4 separate regions of the Mus musculus genome follow, and all the other regions are linked to region 4. The links are chromatin contacts, called in public Hi-C and HiChIP or PLAC-seq maps. All regions are on one chromosome and are shown on one strand. Each heading gives the region's core, a stretch centred on a gene start, on an enhancer-like site or on the middle of the called end of the contact. The rest is flanking DNA. Distances are from core to core; before and after follow the strand shown.

What was found. Hi-C and Micro-C count contacts between places; a contact is called where the count stands out from the background. HiChIP or PLAC-seq counts read pairs in DNA pulled down with a chosen protein or histone mark.
Region 1: a contact with region 4 is called in an H3K4me3 HiChIP or PLAC-seq map of embryonic stem cells, with 79 read pairs. The contact joins the enhancer-like site here to the promoter of Galnt7 in region 4. A contact is called at or near these places in 1 of 39 promoter capture datasets (pre-B cells), 1 of 15 datasets of contacts at CTCF or cohesin (CD8 T cells), 10 of 484 Hi-C or Micro-C datasets (embryonic stem cells, granulosa cells, nephron progenitors and 2 more), 14 of 115 datasets of contacts at active chromatin or transcription factors (CD8 T cells, the HPC-7 cell line, the SCID.adh cell line and 9 more) and 1 of 9 other capture datasets (pancreatic islet).
Region 2: a contact with region 4 is called in an H3K4me3 HiChIP or PLAC-seq map of bone marrow-derived macrophages, with 4 times the contacts expected there. The contact joins the enhancer-like site here to the promoter of Galnt7 in region 4. A contact is called at or near these places in 5 of 39 promoter capture datasets (the 3T3-L1 cell line, the C10 cell line, the HPC-7 cell line and 2 more), 2 of 15 datasets of contacts at CTCF or cohesin (CD8 T cells and the NIH/3T3 cell line), 99 of 484 Hi-C or Micro-C datasets (the AML12 cell line, the Ba/F3 cell line, the C2C12 cell line and 63 more), 32 of 115 datasets of contacts at active chromatin or transcription factors (the 230-238 cell line, CD8 T cells, DN3 thymocytes and 21 more) and 2 of 9 other capture datasets (embryonic stem cells and liver).
Region 3: a contact with region 4 is called in a Hi-C map of Sertoli cells, with 2.4 times the contacts expected there. The contact joins the enhancer-like site here to the promoter of Galnt7 in region 4. A contact is called at or near these places in 2 of 39 promoter capture datasets (the 3T3-L1 cell line and pre-B cells), 2 of 15 datasets of contacts at CTCF or cohesin (CD8 T cells and the NIH/3T3 cell line), 11 of 484 Hi-C or Micro-C datasets (3T3-L1-derived adipocytes, Sertoli cells, brown adipocytes and 6 more), 5 of 115 datasets of contacts at active chromatin or transcription factors (the SCID.adh cell line, embryonic stem cells, epiblast stem cells and 1 more) and 1 of 9 other capture datasets (adipose tissue).

Annotation. Positions count from the first base shown.
Region 1 is chr8:57,615,188-57,618,952 of GRCm38.p6, reverse strand. All of the region lies in intron 1 of Galnt7 (polypeptide N-acetylgalactosaminyltransferase 7), which reads left to right. Among named protein-coding and RNA genes, the nearest start is that of AW046200, 35 kb to the left of the region's middle. Within about 2 kb of position 1,837, at least 10 of the 459 cell types and tissues checked have an H3K27ac peak or open chromatin away from gene starts, as enhancers often do. A contact at or near this core is called in embryonic stem cells and rod photoreceptor, where this site is marked.
Region 2 is chr8:57,590,708-57,594,303 of GRCm38.p6, reverse strand. The region is part of intron 1 of Galnt7 (polypeptide N-acetylgalactosaminyltransferase 7); the gene reads left to right. Among named protein-coding and RNA genes, the nearest start is that of Gm25379, 43 kb to the right of the region's middle. Within about 2 kb of position 1,488, at least 61 of the 459 cell types and tissues checked have an H3K27ac peak or open chromatin away from gene starts, as enhancers often do. A contact at or near this core is called in the Ba/F3 cell line, CD8 T cells, the CH12 cell line and 21 more, where this site is marked.
Region 3 is chr8:57,694,663-57,698,055 of GRCm38.p6, reverse strand. No RefSeq gene overlaps it. Among named protein-coding and RNA genes, the nearest start is that of Galnt7, 43 kb to the right of the region's middle. Within about 2 kb of position 1,600, at least 16 of the 459 cell types and tissues checked have an H3K27ac peak or open chromatin away from gene starts, as enhancers often do. A contact at or near this core is called in Sertoli cells, cortical glia and epidermal suprabasal cells, where this site is marked.
Region 4 is chr8:57,651,180-57,654,684 of GRCm38.p6, reverse strand. It overlaps Galnt7 (polypeptide N-acetylgalactosaminyltransferase 7), which reads left to right and starts at 1,630. Exons shown (of 12, transcript NM_144731.4): 1 at 1,630-1,832. The coding sequence starts at 1,707. It overlaps AW046200 (expressed sequence AW046200), which reads right to left and starts at 2,932. Exons shown (of 4, transcript NR_040698.1): 1 at 2,698-2,932.

The DNA of each region.
Region 1 (3,765 bases), core at 588-3,087, 36 kb after region 4:
AAAACTAGGTTATATGCTATTTCTACTTTGAGCCAAATCTGTATGTTTTCAGTCTGTGGGCCTCAGTATTAATTCTGTATTAGCATTAATGAAAATGCCAGCTCTCGTTTAGAGCAGGTGACCAATAGGTGAAACCAGAGAGGACAGTTTAGGGGGAAAAGAAACTTTATTCTAGTAACTGTTGATCGTGTCCTACAACTTACTGTGCTAATTGGCTTGGAGGAAACTAAGAAAGTTTCAACCAGATTGTCTAGAAGCCCACAAGTAGCCATAGATTGCCTCTTATTAGGAGAGTCTTCTTTTTAAAGATGTATTAATTTATTTTATGTGAGTACACTGTAGCTGTCTTCAAACACACCAGAAGAGGGCATCAGATCTCATTACAGATGGTTGTGAGCCACCATGTGGTTGCTGGGAATTGAACTCAGGATCTCTGGAAGAGCAGTCAGTGCTCTTAACCACTGAGCCATCTCTCCAGTCCTCATTAGGATATTCTTGGTGTGACATTTCCTGTGCACACCTTTAATCCCAGCACTTGGAAGACAGAGGCAGGCAGATTTCTGAGTTCGAGGCCAGCCTGGTCTACAGAGTGAGTTCCAGGATTGCCAGGGCTACACAGAGAAATCCTGTCTCAAAAAAACCAAAAAAAAAAAAAAAAAGGAAGGAAGGCAGGCAGGCAAACAGGCAGACAGGTAGGCAAGCAGGCAAGGAGCTTTCAGTCTTTGTGAGTCTTACTAGGCTTTGAGAACAGTGTCATTACTGCATGCCTGTATTGTACTTTTTTTTTTCTGAGACAAGGTGTCCAGCTGTGGATACCTAGATGTGGATGTCCTAAAACTCACTCTGTATACTAGGCTGTCCTTGAACTCAGAGATCCACCTGCCTTTGCCTGTGGAGTGGTGGGATTAAAGGCATGCGACACCACCATCTCCTGGCTGGATTGTACTTTTGAGTACAGAAAAATCGTCCCCCATGAATGCCCAGCAGATTCTGCATATGAATCGTAGCCGTGCTTGGCTAGAAAAGAGATAATACTGAGTTTTTGTTTGGTTTTTTTGGTGACTATAGCTGCTTCAGAACAATCTTAATATTGCATATTATTTTTATTTTGCCAAAGGAAACTCATGTGTACTTTTGGAAAAATGGGAAAACAACTAGTAGTTGAATTGATTTCTCTGGATCTTGCCCAGTGTCTAGCTTCTGGGTAAATAAGAGTGTTCGAAGATGAGAAGTGTGTTACCAAGGGTCAAGCTCTATACCAGGTATTGTAGAAGGCAGGAACCAGGATCAGGAAGAAGTGAGTGAAGCTGGTGTCTGTAAAGGTCACAAAGGTCATAGAACTGAACAACAGCAGACCGAGACAAGGCGAGAGCGCAGATCTCTTCTAACTTGGCTTATGCTGTTGCCTTTTCGGAATCACTAATTTTACTCTTTTCTGCTTTTTCCTTTTGAATTAAATAATTAATAAATAAAACCTGGAGGCAGTTTCACGACCTTCTTTATGTCCCCAAAAGAAAGACACACACACCCCTTTATATTTTGATAAGCTTTATACAGCTCAGTAGCTGGGCCCTGTCTAACCTCCATGCAGTTAATCTACCTCCTGCCAATAATCCTGAGTTATTACTTACTAAACCCTAATTCTACCTTGGCTGCCCTGGACCCAGAGGGCTGCCCTCTCCCGGCTCCTTCACATGGCTGCCATGCCTGTCTGCCCTGCACTCTTCTCAGGCAAGGTGTCTCTCTTCTCCTCCACGCTCCCCAGACAGGGCGGATCTCCTTCTTCCTTCCACTCCCTGTCCCAAGCTCCAGAAATTCCAAATCCCGCCTCTGTCTGTCCTTCCCAGCTATTGGCTGTTGGCATTTTTATTTACCAATCAGAACCAATTTGGGGCAGCTTCCCAGAAGCTACCTGCAGACCCTGCTGTAAGCAGTATTTGGGGGGAACGTAATTAGCATTATAATACAAGCAACTGCATTTTCCTTATCTAGTTAAGGTTCTGCTTCCATTAGAAAGCCTTACAGCTTTGCTCACAGATTTCTTAGCCCTTTATAGCGTTTGTTTGACCTGTTGAATGCTAGGTCTGCATTTCATCGACTACGTCCATGTGCTTGTCCAAGAGACTCTGCGGCAGCCCTATGAGGTGCTTTGCTTTCTCAACTAGATAGAAATATCTCCTGTCACTTTGTGGCAAGACAGTATTTTGGCTCATGGTTTTTAATTCGGTCGTGGTTTCAATTCCTTTCAGGCAGAGGGACTACAGAGAAAGACTAATCAGAATGAGGGCTGAGCAGCAGAAGTGGGTTCCCAGTGGCTTGCCTGGGTCAGCTACCCTCCTGAGGGTTTGGTGTCTCTAAAACAATGGCATCAATTTAAACAAATCAGGGGAAGGAAGGTGGTCAGGTTTGGAGCCTGTTGTGGCTATTTCTGACTTAAACCATAATGCTATCATTGCTAGAAGCTTTTTTTAGTCTATCTCCCTGCAAATCTATGCTTGCTTCATGTATGTAGGTGCATACACATTTATAATTATAGTCCCTTTATGAATTGATTATCACCATTCTTTGTCTCATCCTTCAGATTTTTTTGCTTAAATTTTTATCAGATTCAAGTATAAACACCCTTGCTGTCTTTTGGCTTCCATATGCACAGAATATCTTCTTCCAGCCCTTTGCTCTCTACGTGTTTGAGTTCTTAAAGCAAAGTGAACCTTCCACAGTCGCTCTCTAGTTTAATACTGTAGATTTCAGAATTCACTTTGGTATTTGAGAGCCAGGTCTCCACCTTCCCCTGTCATTGTTCTTCTGTCTCAAAATCTTCTCATTGATGTTGTGATTGCTCTCTTCCCTGCTGACGTTTGCTGGAGTATGCAGTCGCATGATGCTTCCCACCCCTCCTAATGCTGCGACCCTTTAATACGGTTCCTTGTGTTGTACTGACCCCCAACCATAACATTACTTTCATTGCTACTTCATTTCTGTAATCTTGCTACTGCTATCAATTACAATGAAAATGTCTGATTTGCAGGATCTCTGGTACGCAATCCCCCATGAAAATGCCCTTCAGTCCCCAAAGGGGTCTGGACCCACAGGTCGAGAACCACTACAGTAGACATTTGCCCAGGACTGTTGGTTACCGTTCAGAACGTTTCTCCGCCTAGCCACTAGGAACAGAGCCTTGTGTTATGCCAACTGCCACTAGCACCCAGCCTTTATTCTCACGTTTCCAGATCCAGATCTGAGCATAGCAATGCATGCTGATTCTGTGAACACCTATCTTCGCTGCCTGTTGCATGCAGTTACTTGGAGCCAACGGCTAGATTTCACTCTCACTATCAACTAGCATGCAAGGCACCTGCCAGTGCCTCCAAGTCACTCAAGTGGATCCCAGTATCTCAGGCAATCTGACCCGGCCTCCGTCACTCGGGCCCAGCCATGTGTAACAGGCCCGGACCATTTGTCACACCCCGTGTCCTGTCCCCTTTGCTATCCCGTTCCGTCCTTGGCTTTCTCTTATCAGCCCTGAAGGTTTCTGGCCTCTTGTGGCCTCTGGCACAGACTGGAGGTAGGGACCTAGCAATTGAAGGCATACTTATTTAATTATGCTTATGTAGAAACATTGAAGTTCTTTTATGACAGGTTCGAGCCAGAAGAATGAGTAGTTGTTTTCTAGCAGGACCCGTGCCAGGAAGCCCGCGCTCTGGATCCTCTGTGGGCACGCAGCCAGTGTTTGAGGTAGATAGAATTTCAGTGCTCAGCAGCTCA
Region 2 (3,596 bases), core at 239-2,738, 60 kb after region 4:
TCACAAGTAGACTGTTGTTTGCCTGACCAGGAAAAAAAAATGTGTAAGGTCTGTGGGAGGAGGCTGGGGAGTGGTTTCTGCCAGCTTATTCCTTAATTTAAGTTTCTGGTTTGAACTACTGTGTGCTTATTGGAAATTCCACATTTACAAAATAGAACATTAGAGATTATAGTGTCAATACTTTTTTTGAGTGACTCCTGTCCTCTCAAGCTATAACTTTAATGTTGAAAGTTAAAAGTTATATTACTAAGACCTACTAAGATTACTAATACTTTAAGCATACAGCTTTTTAGAAAGTACAGTTTTAGTTGGAGAGAGTGTTTTATGCCTTTGATCCCAGAGCTCCTGGGGCAGAGGCAGGGTGGATTTCCATGAGTTCTCACAGTGTGTGTTTCAGGCCAGGCAGGGATGTGTAGTGCGCCCATGGTTTTGTTTTTTAAAAAGCATAGCTTCCATGGATTTAAACGGCTTTAGTTCTCATTTGGATATACTAAATTCTGCTCAGAGTTACACTGTATACTTCTGAATAAACAGAATGGATCTGTGACCCATCTTACTAATAATACTTTCAGCGATACTTGTAGACAACACCCAATCGTTGGAAAAAAAATCTAAAGTTCCAAAAGATCAAGCTTAAAAGTTAAATTACAAACAAACAAACAAACAAAGTTAGCCATAGTGACACATGCTTGCAATCTCAGCACTTGGATGTAAGAGGATCCGAAGTTCAAAATTATCCTTAGCTACATAGCAAGTTCCAGGCCAGCCTGAACCATGTCTCAAAGACCACCACCAACTACAAAACCACAAAATAATATTTTTATTTTTCTAAGGAGTCTGTTGTCGTTACTAATATAAACTTGTATTCAGAAATATTTTAAGTGAATATGTGTTCTGTAAAGAAGTTTATTTCTGTTCACTAGGATTGGATTCTGATAAAATAAAGTCATTATTTCCTGCCAGTTGCAATGTAGTTTTGCTGAAACCCGCTGGAAGAGCAGCCTGCCCTCAGAGTACTTGTGGTCTCGGTGTTCAGTGATGTGAGGGAGAGGGTCAGACCCTGCTAAGGGCTTTTCAAATGGAGATAGCTCTGAGAGCTGCCCACTGGCTGATTTAACAACTGGAACGTAGGCACAGATAGCATAATTATTATCAAAAGAGAGAATATACAGAAACGATGTCAGTCATTTGTGTGTGTGCTGTTTGTGTTTGCATATGTGTGTGTGCACATGTGTACGTGTATGCACTTGTGTGTGGAGGCCAGAGCTCCGTGTCAAGTGTCTTCCTACCTTTACTTTCCTTAAGACTTATTTATTTGTATGTTACATGTATGAGTGAGTGTTTTGCCTGCCAGGAGAGCTGGGTCAAACTGGATCTAGAGATATATTATGGGCCATTTCGAGCTGCAAGCTGTCATGTGAGTGCTAGGAACTGACCCAGTCTTCTGCAAGAACAGGAAGTACTCTTAACCTCTAAGCCAAGCCACCGCTCCAGCTCCCCGACCTCATGTTTTAGACAAAGGCCTCTTCTGAACCTAAAGCTTCCCCCACACACACACACACCCTTGGCTAAGGTGGCTAACCATTGCGCTTCAGGGATCCACCTGTCTCCTCCTCACAGGAGGCAGGTTACACCTGATTTTTTAACGTGGGTGCGGGGGATCTGAACTTAGGCCTTTATGCTTATGAGGGGAGCGTTTTATCCACTGAGTCACCTCCCAGACCTCGGGTCAGGCCTGGTGGTTTTCCATTTGTTTGCTTTTGTAAGAAACTGAATAGTGGGAAGAAACTTGCTAAACTCCTGTTTAGTTTCTTAGATGATTTTAAGTACTTAAAAGGAACATCGGCGGTTTCCACTCAGAGCATCCAGGGCTCATGGTTTACCTGAAGGAAAAGTCTTGGATGGATTAGAAGCTCCTGGGGTGAGTGTGTGCACCGTTGTCATCGTTACACAGGGAATCCGGTGTCCAGGAGCTGGTACTAAAAAAGATGTTTGGACCAGACACCAGAAAATGGAGATACTTTTAGATAACCTTATCGACTTTATCATTACTTGTCGAGTTGATTACCGAACACTAGTGGACATTTTCTACTGAGTAAATGGTATTTTCAGTACATTTGATTTTCTTATGAAGTCAGGAAAAATTATCCTATTCTAACAACAGAAAAGAAAGGGTTAAAGCCAGTGCAAAGATCCAAGCCTTTAAGTGTGCCTTCTCGGACTGTTTTGTTGTAGCCCTGTGACTGATCACTATTAGGTTAGTGTGGATGGACACACCTCCTTTAAGAACAACAGATGAAGCTAGGCTAATCACACAGGCCTGTAATTCCAGTGACTCTAGAGACTGGGGGAGGAGGACACAAATTCAAGGCTTGCCTGGGCTCCAGAGTGAGTTCAGGCCTTCTTGGGCAGCATAGTGAGATTATCTCAGAAGAACAGGGTCTCAGTAGTAGAGAACTCACCTATCATATGCGAGGCCCTAGGTTTAGTCCCTTGTGTCCTTTGGACAAAAGGGAAAGACAAGAACACCAAAAGATATCCAGCTATGCAAGAAAGCCCAAAGCTGGCCGGGCCAGTTGCACAACAGTGAGATGCGTCGTGGTGCTCTGGTAGAATGGGAATCCAAAAGTACGATTTGGCCAAGTTTTTAGAAAGATGCGTATATTCACGTTTGTCACACAGTATAGGATAGAGCTGTATCATTGAATGTATTTTTGTTTTCCTTGGTGTGCCTGGGAACTTGGTAAAGCCTCTTTCCTGTGCTTAAACTGGCGGCAGTTACTCACAACCCTTGTGACTCTGGTTTCTATAGCGTGTGGGCAGTTTTGGGAGGAAAAAAAATCACGTAAAAAGAGAAATTACTAGCTTCATAGCGAAACTGAAGGTGTCTCCATAGACAAGATCTTTTTTGTTTTGTTTTGTTTTGTTTTGTTTTGTTTGTTTGTTTGTTTTTCAAGACAGGGTTTCTCTGTGTAGCCCTGGCTGTCCTGGAACTCACTCTGTAGACCAGAATGGCCTTGAACTCAGAAATCCACCTGCCTCTGCCTCCCGAGTGCTGGGATTAAAGGTGTGCACCACCACGCCCGGCCATAGACAAGATCTTAACACTTTGTTCTCAAGATTAAATTTAAGGAAGTGGCTTAAAGTATAGTCCTTAGCCTGGTAACCCTGCCAAAGTCTACCGCTCAGTGTCTGAGTCTCTCAGCTGGGTTTTTTTGTGTGAAATGATCACTGTAATATTAAGTAAAGATCTTAGTCTATTAAGTTTGGTACTTTCAAAAAAAGAAAAGGACACAGGAAGCCTCCTCCAAGGGGGTCTGTTTGTTTCCGTGATAATTCTTGTCATGATGTCACATTTTATCTTACTAAGTCACACCCAAAGCTTATGTGGGTCTTTTGTATTCCCATCAGCGTACTGAACCTAGAAACACTTCATAGTTCTGCCCTAGGCCCTCAGGTAGACGCTGCCAATGACAAGGTGACCTTCAGTCCCTTTCTAGTTCAGGAGTCTTGAAATATATTTGGATATTTGGAGTCTTGAAATATATTTGGATATTTGGTCATTTCTTACAAGGGATGATGCTCTGTGCAGTGGT
Region 3 (3,393 bases), core at 351-2,850, 43 kb before region 4:
GCAGAAGCTGGTGACATTCAAGTGTCCCCCATGTTCGGGAAGCCCAGATTTTCTCCTCTCTATTCTACTACTGTACAATTCTTTCTAATAAAAATTCCTTTTTTGACAACTAGCCATGGCTAAGTTAAAACCTGAGAATTAGTATTGGCAAATTAATAGAATTCTATGGACCCTGGAGCCACTTGGTGTGGTGTCAGATAAGAACAGAGAAGCAGAGACCACAGAACATAATTTCTGCCTGGGGAGTAAGAATGGAGGGCCATCAAAGGGCCAGCATAGACGACGACATACATGGCACAGTCCCTGGACTTAACATTTTGGCGTTTGACTTTCTTGCCTGTTTTGATGCAAGAAATTTGACAGACATCGGTAACTTGTGAAAGGTTTATTTTCCTTATTTATTTTTCTGTTGTTATGATAACATACCATGACAAAATAGAGTTGAGGAAGGAATAGTTTGTTTTGATTGACAGCTCAGGGTGGGGAAATCGAGGCAGCAGAAGCTTGAAACAGTTTCTGGCATCCACAGTCTACAGTAAGAGAGTAATGAATGTTCCTGTTCAACTCATTTTCTCCTCTCACAGCCCAGGATCCCATGATAGGGAAGGGTACTACAGGTTTGCCCACCTCAATTAATACCATCGAGGTAATCCCCCACAAGCATACCCAGAGGCCCATCTCCTGAGTGAGTCTACATCTCATCAAGTTGACAATTGAGATTAACCATGACTGGAGTTTGGACTTTTATTTTTTAAAAACAATACTAGCTGAGCTTGGTGTGGTACATCTGCAGTCTCAGCCATAAGGCCGAGGCAGGGGGATCTGGAGTTTGAGGACAACCTGAGCTACATAGTGAGACTCTAGCTCCAAAAATAAAACAAATACACAGTTTGAAGGCATATGATTTATTCATCTAAAATGGGCATGTGGCAGATGTCATACTTTACTTTTGGGGGTCAAAATAATATTCCTTTGTATGGAATATCATATATTGCTTTAATTATTCATCAGCTGTTAGACATTTGAGTTATTTCTCCCTTTTGGCTAAGAGCAGTAACACTGCTAAATATTCAAGTATAACGTATAGACATATGTTTTCATTTCTCTAAGGGTGGATACATTTGAGTAGAATCGATGGCTCCAATGTTTGCTAACTCTATGCTTGAGCACTGGAGGAATGACCAGACTGTTTTCCAAAGTGGCTGCATGGATTTACACTTTGCAACTCCTTCAGGGTTTTCTATTTTCCTTGTAACTCTTAATATAGTAATTCGCTTTAATATCTAAGTTAAAAACATAGACTACTGCATCGGTACTTATGTCAGTAATAACCACAAAAAAAAAAACTCGCCAGAACAGAGATTCTGTTCTCACTCCCCAAACATTCCCAAGGACATTAGAATGACTGTCACTTTGTAGACAATCACAATGGATTCTGTGTGTGTGAGAGTCCAAACAAGAACTGTGTGGTCCTTTGTAGTAGTTTTGTAAAAGTCCTTTTAATTATTTTCTTTTCCCATAACATGTGAGATAAAGACATTTGAACACATTGGGGAAAACACACACATATAGACGGCTTTCGTGGGGAGAGCACTACATATGCCAATCATTGTAATCTGGAAGAATGGTAAGATTTCAACATAAATCATGACAGTACAGCATGCATGTGCTGTGAGCCAAGTATCCGATGAGACAACAAGCGGTAAAAAGTCAAAGATGGTGACAAGAACAGTGGGGAGGAAGAAAGATGGTACCAGGTGGCTTCTTGGAGGGAGACAAACCATGGCACCATAGCTGGGCTTTAGGGGAAGCGCCAGAGCCTGACAGTTTTATAGGCAGAGTTGAAAAGAGGCCATGCTGAACATAAAACAGTAAGACCAGTGACTAGGAAAACACAGGCAGGAGCAGGTAGCTCCCTCAGAGGAGACTACGCCCACCCCCCTCATTCAGCCGAGCAGCAATAGGTTGTGCGTTTGATTATGCATGCCAGATTAAAGAATCTGGTCTTTATTGAGGAAACAGTGGGAGGAAGCTGGCAGAAACTTAATCAAGCTATTTTTATAATCATTGAGGTACTTCAAGGCTACTGTTTTGGCAGCATGGTGTGGAAAGTAGAAGACAGGGAACGGGCATAGAAGCAGTGTTTAAAAGTCAACAGAACTCTCCAAGTATAAAATAACAAACGTGTAGGTCAGAGCTTCCAGTACAGGGAGATTTTACCCTTGGTAGACATTTGCGGATTCTGGAGTTATCTGTGGCTGGGAAACAGGGGACAATGCTTCCATATCCATTAGATAGAGACCAGGGTACAGAGAACCATCCATAAAGCAAAAGAGAATGCCCTACATCAAGGGATCATCCAATTCACACTGTTGGTACTGCCAAGGTTGAGAAAACTGGCTCTAAATCAAGGTGGCTGCACGGCAGAGAGAAGCAAGTGACAGTTATTATGTCCATTTTCGAGGGAAAAGTGACAAAGCTTGGTAAACTGATGAGGTCTGAAGACATGAGCTGGGGAGTCAATGGATTATAACTTGCATAATTGACAAAAATATAGCAAAGTAATTTTTAGGGACATCATAGTAAGAAGGGAGATAAACTTTGTGAATAGAGTAATGACTCCACAGCATTTGTGTGTGTTCCTTTATTTAGTTCCCTTAATTTGCTTTTCTTAAAAGCAACCTTCTCCTCCAATGCTTGGTTTGAGTAGGGAAGCGAACATTGTTAGCCCCACCCCAAGTCGCACTTTTTCTACCTGCTGTCCAATCAGAATCCACCATTGAGAAGGCTTTAGTGAATGCAGCTCTAGGTAGATGCTTGACCCCAGCAAAGCAATCAGAGTTCTGCTAGGAATATCTTCTCTGAGCAGAGTGACAATCAAAGGGAGGGGTGGAGAACAGAAACAGTAACAAATAGAAAACATTTACATCTCAGATCCAGTTATACCAGAAAAACACAGTTTAACTGAAGCTGGGCGTGGTAGCACACACCTGCAATCCTAGCATTCAGGAAGGCTGTATTATAGTGCATAGCAAGACCCTGTACTAAACAAACAAACAAATAGCACCCACCCCCAAAGCCTACACAGGAAAAAATGTCCTAGACTTGAGTTTTCCAGTTAGATTAAGTCAACGTATTTTCCATTTGCCAAAGCTAGTTTGTGTTGGGTTTTTGAAGGACAATGGGGAAAATGGAGATAAAGATTATAGTTGGGGAGGTCATTAAAGAGAGGAAAGGAAAATGGATAAGACTAAGGATGTTTGAAAAGGCCTTTAGGAATCATATTAGCTTATACTTAACTACTATATATAATAAATAAAGTGTGTGGGTACACACACACACATATATAATATAGTATAATATATATATATACATGTATATGTATACATACAC
Region 4 (3,505 bases), core at 381-2,880:
TTTTGGCAATACTATGAAGTATTATAATCATGATTTTGGCAGATAAGGGCCCTAGGCTCAGAGAGGCTAAGTGTGACTTTTTCCTGACCCAATCATTTAACATAGCTTCTCATTTTCTAAAGAGTTCTCTACAAAGGCTAACTGCCAACAAGTGTGGCGAAAATCGTATATTTTAAGGTATACTTTCAGTTTCACTTAAACAATGTTAAGAACTCAGAGGAACACCGGCTTTTACAACCGAATACCTGGTTATCATTTTCTAACTTTTTGGCCTTGCATATTTCAAGTTGTGGTGGCAAGGTCATCTTAGACTACTAACAGCAGTTGGGTGAGCTCCCATCACTTCAGCGATGAGGGCTACTTCCCAGCTATGCTCATAATCACAGTCAGTTTTCCATCTTCTCAATAGTGGACAACCATATCTGAATAACAATGCATATACTGTTGATCACTAGGGGAGACTTAACCAAGTTTCACTTGTTTCGAAAGCAAAATACATGCAGATAAGGCAATATTAGGATTAAAAAGGTCAATTTACGCCATCCTTAAACCTGCTACCGAAAAGCATTTGTTCAACAAATTGAGTAGTTTAGGGGTATGGCACACACTGCAGACTGTGATTTAAAGTGATTGACATCTTTGGCACAATGTACAAGGGAGAGGCGTGTAGCTAAACATTTGCCAATATCCTTTCCTGGAAAAGTCAGTTGTGAGAGAAGCAACGATGCATGTACGGAACGTTTTAAAAGCCCGAAATCCACTTTCCCCAGAGTAGGAACTTGCAAGTCCATTAACAGGGACCGTAGTGAGAATTAGCTAGTCGACTTGGCTTTCTAATTAGCCCAAGAGAGAAGGCAATACTGCCTTTCCAAGTGAGTCCTCTTTTAGTTCTGTGGTGTTTGCACATCTCACCTGGGCCTTTCGATTACAAATCCACCTCCTTAAGGAGCCCTGTGAAAAAACAAGATTAAAAAAAAAAAAAACAGCTATAAATCAGCCACGTGGAGTTACTGCTGCAGCAGCGGTGGCTGACTTCCTGGTTTCCTTCCTGCAAGCCTCTGGCTGGGGAGATTGAGCAGTGGGCGTCGGGAAGGGCAGGGCAGCCTAGGGCGTCTGCAGGTCCACCTGAGGGGCACCGGGCGGCAGCATCCTGGCAGGGCACGGGCGTCAAGGACAGAGTTTTGGTCCCTAATTACAATAAAAGTTTGGGGATCTGCAAGCTTTAGGAAGCGGAGCCTTAGGGCAAAGGCTAAGACCAGACCTGGGGGAAAGTGTTAAGTTAGTTCCAAGGTTACTAGGGACTCGCGGGTGGTGGGGGGTGGGTTCTCGCGGTCGCGGGTGGAGGAAGGGGGTACTGCGGAGCTAGAGCGGGCAGGTAGAGAGAAGGGAAGCCTGGAAAGCTACACACGCCGGCCGGTCGGAGCTCTGCGGAGGCCGGCGGAGGGGAGGGGGTGCGGCAGAGCAGTGCAGAGGCAGGCGCGGGGAGGGGGCGGAGGGGCGAGCCAGGGGAAGGTAAAGCCGAGGGGAGTTCCGGATCTGGTGCTGGAGAGGGCAGGCGGTGGGGAGGGCGGCGGGCGTAGTGATCCGGGGGGGGGGGGGGGGGGAAGGAGGAGGAGGAGGAGGAGGGCCGGGGGAGGGGGAAGGAGGGAGGGGAGAGCGGTGGCGGCGGCTGCGCCGGGCTGTGTGTCTCTCGCCGCCGGAGGAAGATGAGGCTGAAGATCGGGTTCATCTTACGCAGTTTGCTGGTGGTGGGAAGCTTCCTGGGGCTCGTGGTCCTCTGGTCTTCCCTGTCCTCGCGGCCCGACGACCAGAGCCCACTGAGCAGGATGAGGGTGAGTGACCCGCCTGGCCCCCTCCGGCAGAGGCGACCTGCAACTTGTTTTTTTGCGCGCGCGCGTGAGTGTGTGTGTGTGTGTGTGTGTGTGTGTATGTGGCGGGAGCAAGGGGCGGCGGGGTCGCGGCCGCGTGGGCGCCGCAGCTCCGCAGGTGGCGCTGGCCCGGCGCCGGCCGATCGGGGGCGCCTAGCCCTACGCCGCGGGTACCCCTCGGCCGCCGCCGGCCCGCCCCCTGGCCGCCCCTTCCTCCCGCGCGTCCCCGCCCCGGGTTCAGCGCCGTCACCCGCGCTACTGCTGCTGCTGCCGCTACCGCGGCCGCCGCGGCGGCCGTGGTGGCGGCTATAGGCGGCCGCTCCAACGCCGGGACTGCCGGGGCGGAATCGCAGGACAGAGTCGGCTCCCCGGAGCCGAGGCTGCTCGGCGTCCGACTCGGGGCTACGACCCCCGCGCTGGCGGCAGGCGGGCGCGGGGTTGGTCCGAGCTGCGGCCTGTGGCGCGTGCAGGCCTGAAGGAGGCGAGATGCCGGCGCCGCCGCCGTGGTCCGGTGGAGCAGGCCCCGCGGTCCAGCCTCTCCTGTGGTCCCCGCCCAGTCCGGGTGCTCGCCGCGGGGGCGCCCCTAGCCTGTCCGCCTCGGGCTCCAGCCCACGGCGCCGCCTCTCCGCAACTCCCGTGGCCGGGAGCCGGGTGCAACGTGTAGCTGAGGCCTCGCCCCGCACCCCTTGTCCCTTCGATTCCCGGACAGGGGAGAGACACGTCCCCACCCGGATCGGCGTCCCTGCACCGGGGCGCCTGGGAGCCCCGGTCGCCCGCTGTGCTCCCTCGTCCTGCGGATCCGGAGCGGGCTCCAGTCCCCCGGCCCTACCTGGGCTGCTCCGGCCGAGGACCTAACTTGTGCCGGCTCCTGGCCGCCCCTCGCTGCCTGTTCCATCAGCCTGACGCCGAGAGGCGCGCTCCGCTGGGACGCATCCGTCTGCCGCCCTCGGCGCCGGCGTTAGTCTTGACAGTCCCGGCTTTGAGGGTTTAGTCAGGCTTCTCGGAACTTTAGTTACCGGGATCCGGCCACTGCGCTACGCTCGCCCCGGCAGTTGGCGGCGCGAACTGCTTCGCACCTCCCCAGCTTAACCCCCACCCCCTCAGCTTGGTGAACCGTTACACCCCCTGCTCCCCCGGAGTTCCTCATCCCCGAGCCCTCCAAGCCCCACAACCTCGAGTCCAGGTTAGACTCAGAAGAAGTGGGAGACACTAGGAGTTCTGGACACAGACGCTGAGCAGCCGTGGGAGGAGTCTCTTAAGAAAGTGCCTTCTGCAAAATCAGCGTTGCAGCTACATAATCTACTTTATTAATTTTACTTTTGGAAAGTTAGCGTCAGGAAGTTGAGGGGAAAAGCTTGTGACGACCTTCCAAGAGTAGGGCTCTTCAGTTGATGCTTATGACACACACAACTTAATCTGTAAATTGCTGCATTTGGGGCTGGCCTTACTGAAGTGGAGTCTCACCAAAGTCTAAATTGATGAATTTTTTTTTCCTTTTCACTGTGTTTGGAGTGATTTTTTTTTTGTATATTTTTGCTCTCAAACTGATTTGATGAGATGAATATTGAAATTGATTTTTTCAAGTCATGAACTGCTCTTTTATATAAGAGGCATTATATGATGCTGAAAATCCTAAG